Regions from separate parts of the Mus musculus genome. Here region 1 is linked to region 2. Evidence: chromatin contacts called from public HiChIP or PLAC-seq data. All regions are on one chromosome and are shown on one strand. The core of a region is the stretch at or near the end of the contact, and the rest is flanking DNA. Distances in the headings are between cores, read along the strand shown.

Region 1 (6,780 bases), core at 4,114-6,613, 290 kb before region 2:
CCTAAAAGCAGCGTCCCACATGTTCACCTTCACACCTTGCCTGTTCTCATACAGCAACTTTAGAACTAACCCTGACAATATGTCATAACAGGCCACAGAGGCCATCCTTATTCTTTCCCTACAGCAGCATCAGAATGTCACATGTACCATCCAGCTGACCATGTCTAAATATTTAGGTGATATCAGGTACTTTGCAATCACAAGTGTAATGAATAACCATGCGCATAAGCATTTTATACTGTGGTATGTGAATCGTCAGGATAAGTCTCTAGAATGTTGATTTGTTGGGGGTTGGTCTTGTGCACCATGTATTCCTGATTTCTGTGCATGCATGAGATCTGGCACGGATGTGGGGGCATTGCTAGGAATATTGAAGAATTTCCTGTATCAATGTGGCATAAAGAATGTTCCTCAGTTATCTCTGATTGGTTAAGTAAAGGCTGAACAGCCAATGACTGGGCAGAGGAGATACAAAGGCTGGACTTCCAATCCCAGCCAGGGGACCCAGGGAGAAGAGTCAGGGAGAAGGAGTTCACCATGAAGTGGGCAAGGATCTAGAAGAAGAAGGGCCATGAGGCAGGTGGAGGGAGGAGGAGGAGGAAGAGTAAGAGGAAGAGGAGGATGAGGAGGGAGAAGAGGAGGGAGAGGAAGAGGAGAAGGAAGAGGAAGAGGAAGAGGAGGAAGAGGAAGAGGAGGAGGTGGAAGAGGAAGAGGAGAAGTGGAAGAGGAGGAGGTCACCAAGGGAGTTCACCAGGAGCACACACTAGAGCAGAGCAAGCCAATGCCACTAACTTGGGTGTGTGGCTGGGAAGTAGCTAGGTAGCATAGAGGGTTAGGAATATCTGCTCAGTTATTGTGCTTAAAGTTTGTTGAATAAATCTGTAAATCTCTATCTCAATTATTTGGGAGCTAGCTGGGTTAGGGAAAAAAAAACTGCCACTTTTAAATTTCCTGCTATACTGATTGAGGTTAAAGGACAAATGCATGTTTCACCAAACAGACTCCAGGGCAAGAATTTACTGTGCATGAGCTCATTTTGTTTGCTGCTATATCTAGCTTCTAGGTCAGGACTTGGCACACAGGAGATATGTTCACTTGCTGGAATGGGTGGACAGTGTGCCCAGTTTTCTGTCTCTACATGACTGTACTCCATAAGTGTAGGCCATAGCTTGCCCACCTCCCACATGGCCACAGTACACTGTTTCTCACCTTCTCGATTTCCTTCGATGGCACGCCCCGCAGCCTGGCATAGAGGTAAAGGTGTTCTCTGCCTGTGAGCAGGTCATCGATTGCATCAAACTGAGGACAGTAGCCCATGTTTTGATGGACATCAGAAATACTAGTTAAAATGCTGCAAGAAGAAAGAGGAATTACTGAGTTTCCTTCATAGAGGGGGTAACCAAAGAGCAGGGGCCAGATTGGCCGTGGGGCAAGACCTTCTCCATTTTAGAAACACTCAGAATTTGGACATCAAAGTGGGGATCCCTTAGTTAGTAACGTGAACTTCCGGAGTGCTGGGCTTTAAATAGTTGGCTTCTTCTGAGTGTCACACAGCTAAGGTGACACTTGCCACGTGAGTGAGGAGTAGGTTGGATCTCCTGGCTTGAGGGCTTAGAAGCAAAGGTTTAGGAAGTGATCAATGGATCGTTCCTGGATCTTAATCCCTTCCAGACTTTGAGGGGTAGCTTGGAAAAGGTGATACCTCCCAGTGGAAGTCAACAACATCCTCTGTATTTATTCACAGACAGAGAGGGGTAATCAGATAACTACCCAGAGAAAGGAGTCTGGCAAGCGGCAGAATATGTTTCTGTCTTCTCCATCTGCTTAATCCCGTATCGATACTTTACTAGAAAATGTATTGACTGGAACAACAACAAAAACCTGTGCATAGAGCATGTTATCCAGTCACCTTTGTCTAACCACTTACAGATCAGAGCTTATTAATATAGGATAGCTATAACAGGACAGGACACAGCGAGTCCAGGCGCAGTTTCCCCCGCTGTGACAAAGGCCACTCCAGGTATAGGTAGGACAGTTGAAACTACTCAGGGAAGCAAGGAAGGAACCTTTCCAAATTATAGGAGTTATCTCACCTGTAAGCCCCAGTCTTTAAAACTTTGCTTTCTCTCTAAATTACAGCTCAGTTTTACCTCAGGATAGCAGGCTGTGTCTCATCTGTACTAAAACTGGTGTCGCCTAATAGCTTCCTATATCTGCCACTGAGCTCTCTCACCATAAGTCCTGTTGTTATCACTGTATTTGCTTGGTAGCAGATAGCTGGGTGGCAGATAAAGTGTACTCGGCCATGACCTGGCTCTATCTTTGTCAACGTGTTTGCTTCAGACCCACCACATATGGCCATGGAGGGCTGGAATCTCAGATTCACCTATCATCCCAGAGGTATGCTCCAGCCTCCCCCTGCTTGTTGGGCTGTGTTGAGCAGAGCTCTTGGGTAAAGGCAGAGGGTCTTAATCAAGCAGATGTTGGGGAGCCATCAGCAATGTCTGTCTCCACTAATAATAAGCCAGAATGGAGCGCTGTGAGGACACTGTGCATGGGTGCTGCTATTCAGGAACAGCCAGTAAAGAGACAGACCATTCTCTTCCCTGCCCTGGGGAGACAAGGGACGGTACCAGGAAACTTGGTACAGTTGAGTGGTTTCAGAGACCCGGCACCCACCTGGAATAGTAGGCAGCTCCCTGCTCCCTACTAGATTCCTGGCCTGGAACACATGCCACACTTCTCACATAGGAAATGTGACCTGTGGTCATGTAGCCAGAAACAGAGTTCTGTAGGATAATGAGGCCCTGAAGGTTTAGCCAATAAGCTTCCCTTCCCAGACATTCCTTCCAGCAAGAAGTATTTAATACCTGGTCCACCCTGAGCTGTTGGTATGTATCCTTTCTCCACAGTGAGCAGAACTGCAGTGAGAAGCAGGGAGAATGCCTTTGATGGCTGAGTCACCTGCAGAAGGCCTCTCTGTGCTCCCAGACAACCATCCTAAAGACTTTTGCTGATGAACTAAGCCAGAGTTTCCACTCCCCTGGCCCCGGGCTTGTCATCATAGCGCTCATCCCATGCCCCCCGCCCCCCAGCTCATTCCCAATTCCACACAACCTAGCGGGAGCCTGGATGTCCAGGAGTTTGTAGCCTCTGGTCCCGGCCTTGTCATGGGTTGTCGACACAACACACAACACTTTGTTCCCTTCTTCTCTGTGTGGCACCCCAGCTGTGACTGGATGCCTAGAAACCTGGGAACCCCAGCTTTGGCCTCCCACATCCTTGGCTGTTTTCCCACACCCTGAGAGATGTCTTGGCACTTTGATAAAGCCCAGCACCCAACAGTGGAGGCACAGGGTAAATGCAGTCTAGCAGAGCTGCCCAGCACCCCAGCGGTAGGGTGGAGCACGGACCCACATGCCCTACCGCACAGAGTAGAGATCTGCTTAAGCTCACATTATTATAGAGGCCAATAGCCACTCTCCAGAAGCCAAAAACACAGGCCAACTTTCTCTTTGCCAGCTTTCCTTGGTCTGATGGGAAAAAGGATTGGCATGCAAATGGCTAATGATGATGGGGGTCTCCTGAAGTCCCTTAGATGAGGACCTCCATTGAGAGAAACTCAACCCAGAGAAAGGATGTATCAACCTAGGAGCTCTTAGCCTGGGATCCAGAGGCTGCAGTGGGATCACAGATGCACCCCTGGGCTCAGTACATCCCTCAAAGCTTTGTAAGCTGTCAGGAGGGAGTGAAAGGGAGGGTGTGGAATATCCTTATAGAGGGAGAAGGTACAGTGTCCAGCAGTTGCTCAAAGGAGCCTATAGCCCAAAGAGATGAAGAACCACTGACTTAGTGTTTTCTAGAACTTTCTAGGAATTCATGCTAAGAGCACACTCCCAACCATTACATTTTAGTCTGGCTTTTCCAGTGTATCTATGTCTTGTGTGTTGTTGAATCACATTCTATGGGAGGCCCCCTTCTCTGCATAGATCTTTCTAGGTCTCGGAGTTATACTGGCATATGACACTGGATGGCTTTCCACATGCTAGGACAAGGACATGGCCTATGGGGGACACCGTACAACAGGAAGGGCAGAGCACTCACCTCTTGCCTGCCACAGTAGCATCCCCCGATGTCACTGTGGTGTCCCCAGTGAGCATCTTGAATGTGGTGGTTTTGCCTGCACCATTCACTCCCAGGAGGCCAAAGCACTAGGAGAAAACAGAGAACAGGTGTTGCCCTAGTGACCAAGGACATCTTCATTGCCAGACCCCAGGCCAGTGTGAGAGCTGGGATACTCATACCTGGGTGCCATTACTGAGATTATTGGTCATGTGTGGCTACCAACATGAAACACATCTAATCCTAACCAACATGGGCACTAAACGTGGAACACACTGGCTTTGAAGACTTACAACAAGGACAAAAAAGAAAAATGAAAAATATCTCAGTAATGTTTTTGCACTGGCTGGTTTTGTGTGTCAACTTGACACAGGCTAGAGTTATCACAGAGAAAGGAGCCTCCCTTAAGGAAATGCCTCCATGAGATCCAGCTATAAGGCATTTTCTCAATTAGTGATCAAGGGAGGCAGGGCCCACTGTGGTTGGTGCCATCCCTGGGCTGGTAGTCTTGGGTTCTATAAAAAAGCAAGCTGAGCAAGCCAGGGGAAGCAAGCCAGTAAGTGACATCCCTCCATGGCCTCTGCATCAGCTCCTGCTTCCTGATCTGCTTGAGTTCCAGTCCTGACTTCCTTGGTGATGAACAGCAGTATGGAAGTGTAAGCTGAATAAACCCTTTCCTCCCCAACTTGCTTCTTGGTCATGATGTTTTGTGCAGAAATAGAAACCCTGACTAAGAGAGCTGTACATTAACTACACATCAAAATTTTGTTTTAGATCTATTGTGTGAAATAAAAATAGTAAACTTAACCCCCCCACACACACACACCTTATCTACTAGAAAGTTTGACTTTCATTAGATTTCTACTGTCAAGCTCTGGTCAGAGGGAGAAGACTCATGGTGGAGGGCTGATTTTTCTCAAGAGCTATTTCATGTTAGTTAGTACGGTACCCACCTCTCCAGGTCGAACTCCAACACATAACCGATCTACTGCTGGACTGGAAGAGCCTGAGTAAACCTGTAAAATTCAAAGAGACTGGGTTCAAGACCAAGACAGGGGTAGAGCAGTGAGTGAATAGGGTAGGGCAGGGCAGAGGAGTGAGAGCAAAGGACAGCACAGAGTGACTTGGAAGAAAACCACAAACACCAGGAGGCTACACATTAACACAGCATTGGAAGAGGAGCCACGGCACAGAGAGGTGTGGAGGGTGAATCATGCCATGTGCAAACGGAACAGCAGAGAGCAGAGGCCAGGGCTCAGTTGGAGAACCTCTTCTGGAGACCCTGTGGTATCCACAATGAACAGCAGGGATAATGTCATGGGAAATAGGTGCTCCCAGGAGGCAAGTGACAATACAAAGACAGTATGGGGTTGTATGGGACAGCATGATGGTCCTGTGCCACCTGTGTGCTCGGCTTGTAATGCCAAGAAAATACCGCCCACACCTGCTCCTCACCTTGGTTAGTTCGTTTAGCTTTAAGATGTCGGTTTTATTTCCCCCACTCATAACTCTTTGTCTTTCTTCAGCCACATCGTCATCTTCATCAAAAACGGGCTCTCTAGCAGGCTCAGCGATCCTAGAGGAAGGGGCATGGGCAGGATTGTGCTGGGCGTGCAGTAACCGTCATGCCACCGTCCTTCTCGCCCAACTATCCTTCCCGTTCCCCCACATTTACTCCTCTGGACTTCTTTTCTCTAAGTCTAGTCTAAAAATGGTTCCTGTCAGGAGGGACACTAGGCAGGCAGGTCAAGTGCTTCTGTTGAAATCCTCTCTGTGCTGCCGTCCTGCCTCTTCATGCCTGACCTATGCTTGTCCCTGGATCTCTCTGAGCCTTGTTGTCTTCTTCAACCACATGAACGGGAGAGAAGGCTGTCTCAGGTTGTGTGAAGATGAACTCTGAGTCGTGCCTGAGGAAAGACTTGGGAGCCAGCTTTATATTATTAAAACCGTTGCTCTACGGCAAGTGAAATGTAGGTGAGTTATTAGCTACCAACCTTCCCTCTTTCTCCAGCCTTCCTTACCAATGCGATGACAAGATAGCTTTGGCATCTTATTAACACACGTTCCAAATCTTTCTTGGTCCAAGTCATAGGTTCCAAGTCTAACCTCTTCAAGCATCTCTGTCCTGCAGACAGATCCTCTATGCCTTTGCCATCTGTACTTTTTTTTTAAGTTACACTCACTCCTTTGCCAACCACTGGCACCTGACCCTGGTCCTTACACTATGCAGGCCATTCCCACCTGCTGGCCTCAGCATGTTCTCTTGCTCCTGCCCTGCCAAGAGAATCTTCCCCATCCTTCAAGGCACAGACCCTTCTCTGAAAATCTTTCTGACTACCTACATCTAGAATGTCCAGCCTTTTGGCACTGATACATGACATCATCATCTACAAGTGTGTTATGCTGTATCCTAGCTATCCTTGGATGCAAGAGGCCTACCGTAAGGTAGCCAGGCCCAGCCTAGGGCTCCAGTCTTTCCTTTCTTCCTTACTGACCTTGTCTGACATATTACTAAGTCTTGTCTAAAGCCCTTTCTACTCTATCATCTCCCAATGCCTCCATCTGTATCCAGGTCACTGTTGTCTCTTTGCACATCAGCATGGGCTCCTATCTCACCTCCCAGCATGGCAAGGTCATGTCACTGCCTTGGTTAAAATA
Region 2 (5,953 bases), core at 1,601-4,100:
ACAAACACACATGTGCAAATATATGTATATATATTGATCATTCCTGAGAGTGATTGAGTGGGGTAAATTATTAGAGATTGTTTAACCCTACTTTTAAAAAATATTTATTTTATTTATATGAGTACATTGTCATTGTCTTCAGACACACCAGAAAAGGATATCAGATCCCATTACAGATGGTTGTAAGCCACCATGTGGTTGCTGGGAATTGAACTCAGGACCTCTGCAAGAGCAGTCAGTGCTCTCTTAACCACTGAGTCATCTTTCTTGCCCCTGTTTACCCCTATTTTGAGTTATAATTAAATATAGCAAAATTATTCCCCAAATTGTATACTGATTATACTCTCATTAAAATATACCTGAGGGCTAGAGAGACAGCTCAGATGTTAAGAACACTGGCTGTTCTTAACAAAGGCACCAGGTTCAATTCTCAGAACCCATATGACAGCTCACAACTGTCTGTAATTCCAGTTCCAGAGGATCTGACACCCTTACACAGACATGCAGGCAGAACACCAATGCACATAAAATAAAATAAAATAAAATAAAATAAAATAAAATAAAATAAAATAAAATGTACTTGAGAGACAGAGGGACATTACTGACAAAACACATATTTAGCATATGGGCACCTTTGGGTTCAGTTCCCAGCAAAAAGAAAAGTAAAATTTGTATCGTTTGCTCAGTAATCTTGACAGTACTAAGCATTATAGATATTTTTTAAAGAATACTTAATTTATTTTTATTGTATGTACATTGGTCTTGTGATGCATATATGTCTGTATGAGGGCATTGGATATCCTGGAATGGGAGTTACCCACAATGTGAGATGCCATGTGTGTATTGGGGATTGAGGCCAGGGCCTTTGGAAGAGCATCCAGTGCTCTTAACCTTTGAGCCATCGCTCCAGTCCAGCATTATATATCTCCATTATTTCCCAACTTGGAAAAAAAAAGGGCAGACAACATGTCTTATTTACTCCATGCTGAGCATGGCCATCGGGCTTCCTGTACCTTTTTTCATTGGATCCTTGTGTCAGAACACAGTCCAAGAACGGAGTCATGAGAGAAGTCTGAGTGTTTGTGATAAAACTTCAAAAACTACAGAATTGTTCTTGGGCTCTGCTTTCATGGCCCTCCCAAGTGTAGCAGGTGGGACTGAGCTTACCTCTGACTACTCACTACAGTTAGCTATTGTTGTTTGTTTATATGTAAGGAAGGCCACAGTGTTTTGTTGTTGTTTTGTTTTGTTTGTTTTGTTTTACCGTGTACAGCTTGTCCTTGTGACTGCATACTTTACTCATGTGGCTCTTCCTCAGAGTATAAATTGTCTGATGCTCTAAATAAAGCTGGCTATTGCATGAGACTTTAATCTGCCTTATTTTTAGGCTCCACTTTTTCAAGTCCAACTACCAATTGTGTGGTAAACAATGCAGTATTATTATTATTATCCTATTTTACAGATGATGATGTGACCAGCCTTTTCCGAAATGAAGATGTTCTAGAGACTTGGATCCTGCTATCTGCTTGTCAGACCATTTAAACACTGGCTCCTGAGAAGTAGAAATTCCCTAGGACCTTCATGCTGAGAGAAGAAAAAGATCCCTGCCAGAGTGGGGCAACTTGTTTCCTAGGAAAGAGATTTACAACTTGTTAGACTACCTTATGGGGTGAGACTGAAGCCCAGACATTGGTGGGTCAGTGGTGCACGGGATCACACATTTACTTGGACTGCTTAGATGTGCATAGTTCAGCCCTCTATTAAATTCCAACCTCACTTCAGGACTTTAGGGGAAGGTGGTCATTGCATCTCTTTGTCCTTCTCCCCAATGTGACCACATTGAATAGTTCTTTTTCTTCTTTTATCTATTAACTCGGTTGTTTTAATTGGTTGTTCAAGGACAGGTGATCAAACTTGGCTTCTTGGGGTTCATTCACACTGTGACCTAAAGTTTGGTAACAATGGGAGCAAGACTTGACCCAGATCTCCAGATAATCATGTAATGGAACAGGTAGACTCAAGTCTCCTTTACCCAGGCAGGTCCTTAAATCCAGGACTCAATTTAGAATTTCAGCTTTAATGAACTCAAGAAATGGAGTCAGTCCTGGTGGCCATCAGACCTATTGGCATCCACTCCTCTGTGATTCACACATTCAGGTTCTTTTCCCTGGCGTTGGCATACATTCTGATTGTATTTCATAGGCACTCCTTTCTCCACCTAACTCTCGCCCTGCCAGTGTGATCTCTGTGTGCTTCAACAACCTGGCATTCATGTCCTTTGGCTCCAACTAGGGTTCAACCAGGGGAAAGTTTGGCAGAGATTAGAGAGGGAAGGAAAGTTCAAAGTATTTGTTGCCCCAAGTTACTCCCTGTGTAACTGACTGCCTATGACAGGTTTTCTTTAGAATGACGTCTATTGCTCTCCTGACCAAACCCGATCAGAGTCCCTGCAGCCTCTTCTCTAATTGTTGTTTTAGGGCTAGAAGTTGTAATCTGAGATACACATATCCCCAGATAATTGAATTATACCTTTCATTTTCCTTAAATCACACATGTTCAACCAACCCCTTTATACATAGACCCTCTTTAGTATATTCTACTTGGAGGTAAACTATCTTTTTTTTCGTTATCATTTATCATTATTATTTACTGGCTTACAAGTATTGCTTCCATATTGGAGTTGTATCCTTTTGTTAATCAGTTGTGGGGACATTTCCCCAGCTTAGTGAGCTTTATGTAATAGAGATTTGGCAGTGTGCCCTCTATGTGCTGACTCAAGACCACACTCTGGAAAATGTGGCCTTGATCTTTGACACACATATGGCAATTGCCTCTTCCATCCTGCTTGGGGTGGAGTGAGGTGTCTGGCTGTGATCCATTTGTGGTTCAAATACCAGCTCCTCCCCAGAGGTCATAGTTCTCTTTCAGGATATGGAAAGATTTTGTCTTGTGTTCCTGAGTGGTCTTTCAGGAGCTGTTTTTCAATATTAATTGTGTCTTCCTTGGCCTCTCATTCTTCTGTGGACCTCAGATAGTGTCATTGCTGCTATGTGCTAGAATTCTAGGCATCGTCCCTTCCTCTTAGAGGCACCTCTACTGGGAAGTGGAAATGACAATGTGGTGAAAACCACAGTTTATTTATCACACATAATGGTTTTGCTTCAAAATGCCGTGACTTTTCCAGAAGTGCACTGAGGACTTTATTTCATGGTAAAACCTCATAGAGATATTATTATTATTATTATTATTATTATTATTATTATTATTATTATTTAGTTGTATCTGTACAATAGGTATGTGCTTGATGCCCACAGAGGCCAGATGAGGGCATCAGTTTTTCTGAACTGGAATTACAGATGGTTGTTGGCTTTCATATGAGTGCTGGGAATTGAACTCTGGTCCTCTGGAAGAACAGCCAATGTTCTTAACTGCTGAGCCATCTCTCCAGCCTTACCCTTATAATTAATATTGTCCCTGTCCTTAGATCTTAGGAGTTTCTTCTAACCTTCTTATAACTTCTGTACTATGGATTAATCTTCTTGCCTGTCCACAAGGATCCGTCTCTCCCTAAATTGTTTTTTTTTAATCTTAAATACTAGAATATTGAACATTAAAGAGGGAGCCTACTTGTAGGAATAGTGTTCCTATTGCCTTATGTCTCTGAACTGCCTGATGGAGCGATCAGCACTGCAGGTTCAATGGAGGTAGTCAGGGTGGGCAGATGCCCAGCTTCCTTGGAGCTCTCTGACCTACTGCAGGTCAGTCTTCGTGCTCCATTGATCAAGAATATTCTTTTTTTTTCCCTTAACCTCCTGCTTTCAAACCTTGTCACCTCAGGCCTCAGAATGAGAAGTGTGTTCTAAATAGACACTTGTTTAACCATACTCTGCATAGTGGGTTTCACCCAATCAGGCTTAGAACTACAACATCTCCTTACTCTAATGGAGAATTGGGGAGGAAGCACTGGTTTTGTGCCTTTGGGAAAGGAAGGATGAAGGGGATCCAAAAGGACTGATACATTTTTACTTCCTACCCTGAACTTTCAGATTTTGAGTTGCAGATGTACAGCAGGCATAAGACAGGATGGGAGATGTTTGGACCTTGGAAGTGCACCATTAAAGGAATGTTAGAAAGAATGGCATACAACGTGAATTTCTCTTCCCCCTCCCCCTCCCCTGTTTTACTTCTCCTCCTCTCCCTCCTCCTCTCACTCTTCCTCTCCCTCCTCCTTCCATTCTTCCTTCCTCTTCTCCCCACAACTTCCAATGGAATCTTGCTATAAAGTCCAAACTGGCCTCATACTCATGAAGGTTATTGCCTCTTTTGAAATGAAGACATGTTTTTCTTCGGCCTGGAAATCTGTCATTTACAAACATAAGCATGGCATCTAGCTATTAAAGAGGGAAGGGGTCAAAAAAATATGAGTCTGTGACATACTGTTGAAGGGAGACAGCTGTGGTTATGGCATGCACATGTTTCTCTCGTATGTGTGTATGTATGTGCGCATGCATGCATGTCTGTCCGTCTGTCTGTCTGTGCTCTGTATATATTCAAAGATGCTGGTTCCATTTAGCTGGGTTAAAAGACTTACTGAGACATGACTAGTTGGAGAGGGGGAAAGACTGTGTTGCTGAAAGGGTGTGTGTCATGGAATAAAACTTCAAACAACCTGGGGAAACATTTGTGGGTAGTCTGTGGACATTCTGGGAATGGAAAGCGACTGTCAATGACCAAGACAAACTGGTACAGAAACAGGGAAACTCCCCAAGGGGATTATGCAAAAGTTTTAAAAATACCTTAGCCTAAGAGAGGCCCTTTATCACAGGGACTGCACAGAGGAAGTGCATTTTAAAAAATCATCTGCATTTAGCTATAATTGATAAGTAGTAGCGTCACCTATGAGACCAAGGAGTTATTGCTTAATGCATACATGATTTCTGTTTGATATGATGGAAGGGTTTTAGATAAATGTGTTGGTTACACAACAGTCTTAGTATAATTAATGCTACTTACACATATACTTAGTTAAAATGGCCCTTATGCCCTCTGTGTATAAGTTTACCCCAATAAAATCCATCAGTTAATTAAAACATGAAAAACTGTCAACTCCCCAAAGTTTTCTTGCAATCATGAGAAGTCAATCCCATTCCCTCAGACCTGGAAAAAACCCGACCTATTTCTTTGTCACTATAATTTATCATTTTCCAGATTCCATATAAATATGATCATAAATTATTTAAGTCTTTTATGTCTGGCCTTTTAAGCGTATAATGTCTTTTAAATTAATCCATGTCACTGTGTGAACCAGTCTCTTATGACAGCCACTGTTATTAACTGTTGCTTTAAGGATATTTGTATGACAAAGAACTCCAAAGGACAGACCTGATGCCTCTCAGTAGAGTAAGTATACACGCTGGCTTGCTGTCTATGATGAAAGGTTTTAGTCAGCTAAGCTCAGGGTTTTTCTCTTGTAACACTGTCCATGGTGTGTGTGTCTGGTGATATCTGGCGCTCCTTTTGGTACATTGTAGGAGTTAAAGCTTAGAAAATAAGTACAAATGCCAATATGTGCTGATGGCAGTTGTGGTGAAAAATTAAGACCTTTGTCCATGACCAGGAGTCTCACGCCTTCTGCTGCCAGCCTGAAGCCGTGGCCAACTAACTTAACTTACAAGCAAGGCAGAATCTCAGGGCTCCCAACAGTCTTTGGCAAGGAACTATAACCAAGAGGGGATATAGGCAGATAGTTCACAGAAAGGAAGAATGAAGGCCCCTCAGTCATTTTGCATGTTTAGTCAAGAGCCCCTGGGAATCTGAAGTGGACATGTTAAACAAATTTTATGATCAGGAAGGCATCAATTCCTTTTGTCTTTTACGTTTTAAAAATTTCCTCAAAATTTAAAATTTGAGATAAAGTCCCTTGTGCCCACACTGACCTTGAATTTATGACCTT

Evidence for each region. HiChIP or PLAC-seq counts read pairs in DNA pulled down with a chosen protein or histone mark.
Region 1: a contact with region 2 is called in an HNF4G HiChIP or PLAC-seq map of pancreatic cancer cells. The contact joins two enhancer-like sites. A contact is called at or near these places in 2 of 15 datasets of contacts at CTCF or cohesin (both in the NIH/3T3 cell line), 10 of 484 Hi-C or Micro-C datasets (the 4T1 cell line, LSK cells, bone marrow-derived macrophages and 4 more), 8 of 115 datasets of contacts at active chromatin or transcription factors (a beta-TC-6 cell line, embryonic basal ganglia, embryonic stem cells and 4 more) and 4 of 9 other capture datasets (adipose tissue, embryonic stem cells, liver and 1 more).

What each region holds. Positions count from the first base shown.
Region 1 is chr3:122,161,219-122,167,998 of GRCm38.p6, reverse strand. Abca4 (ATP-binding cassette, sub-family A (ABC1), member 4) reads right to left here. Exons shown (of 50, transcript NM_007378.1): 41 at 5,578-5,698; 42 at 5,076-5,138; 43 at 4,105-4,211; 44 at 1,210-1,351. Among named protein-coding and RNA genes, the nearest start is that of Gm40138, 38 kb to the right of the region's middle. Within about 2 kb of position 5,363, at least 5 of the 459 cell types and tissues checked have an H3K27ac peak or open chromatin away from gene starts, as enhancers often do. A contact at or near this core is called in pancreatic cancer cells, where this site is marked.
Region 2 is chr3:121,871,643-121,877,595 of GRCm38.p6, reverse strand. No RefSeq gene overlaps it. Among named protein-coding and RNA genes, the nearest start is that of Gm33987, 23 kb to the right of the region's middle. Within about 2 kb of position 2,850, at least 36 of the 459 cell types and tissues checked have an H3K27ac peak or open chromatin away from gene starts, as enhancers often do. A contact at or near this core is called in pancreatic cancer cells, where this site is marked.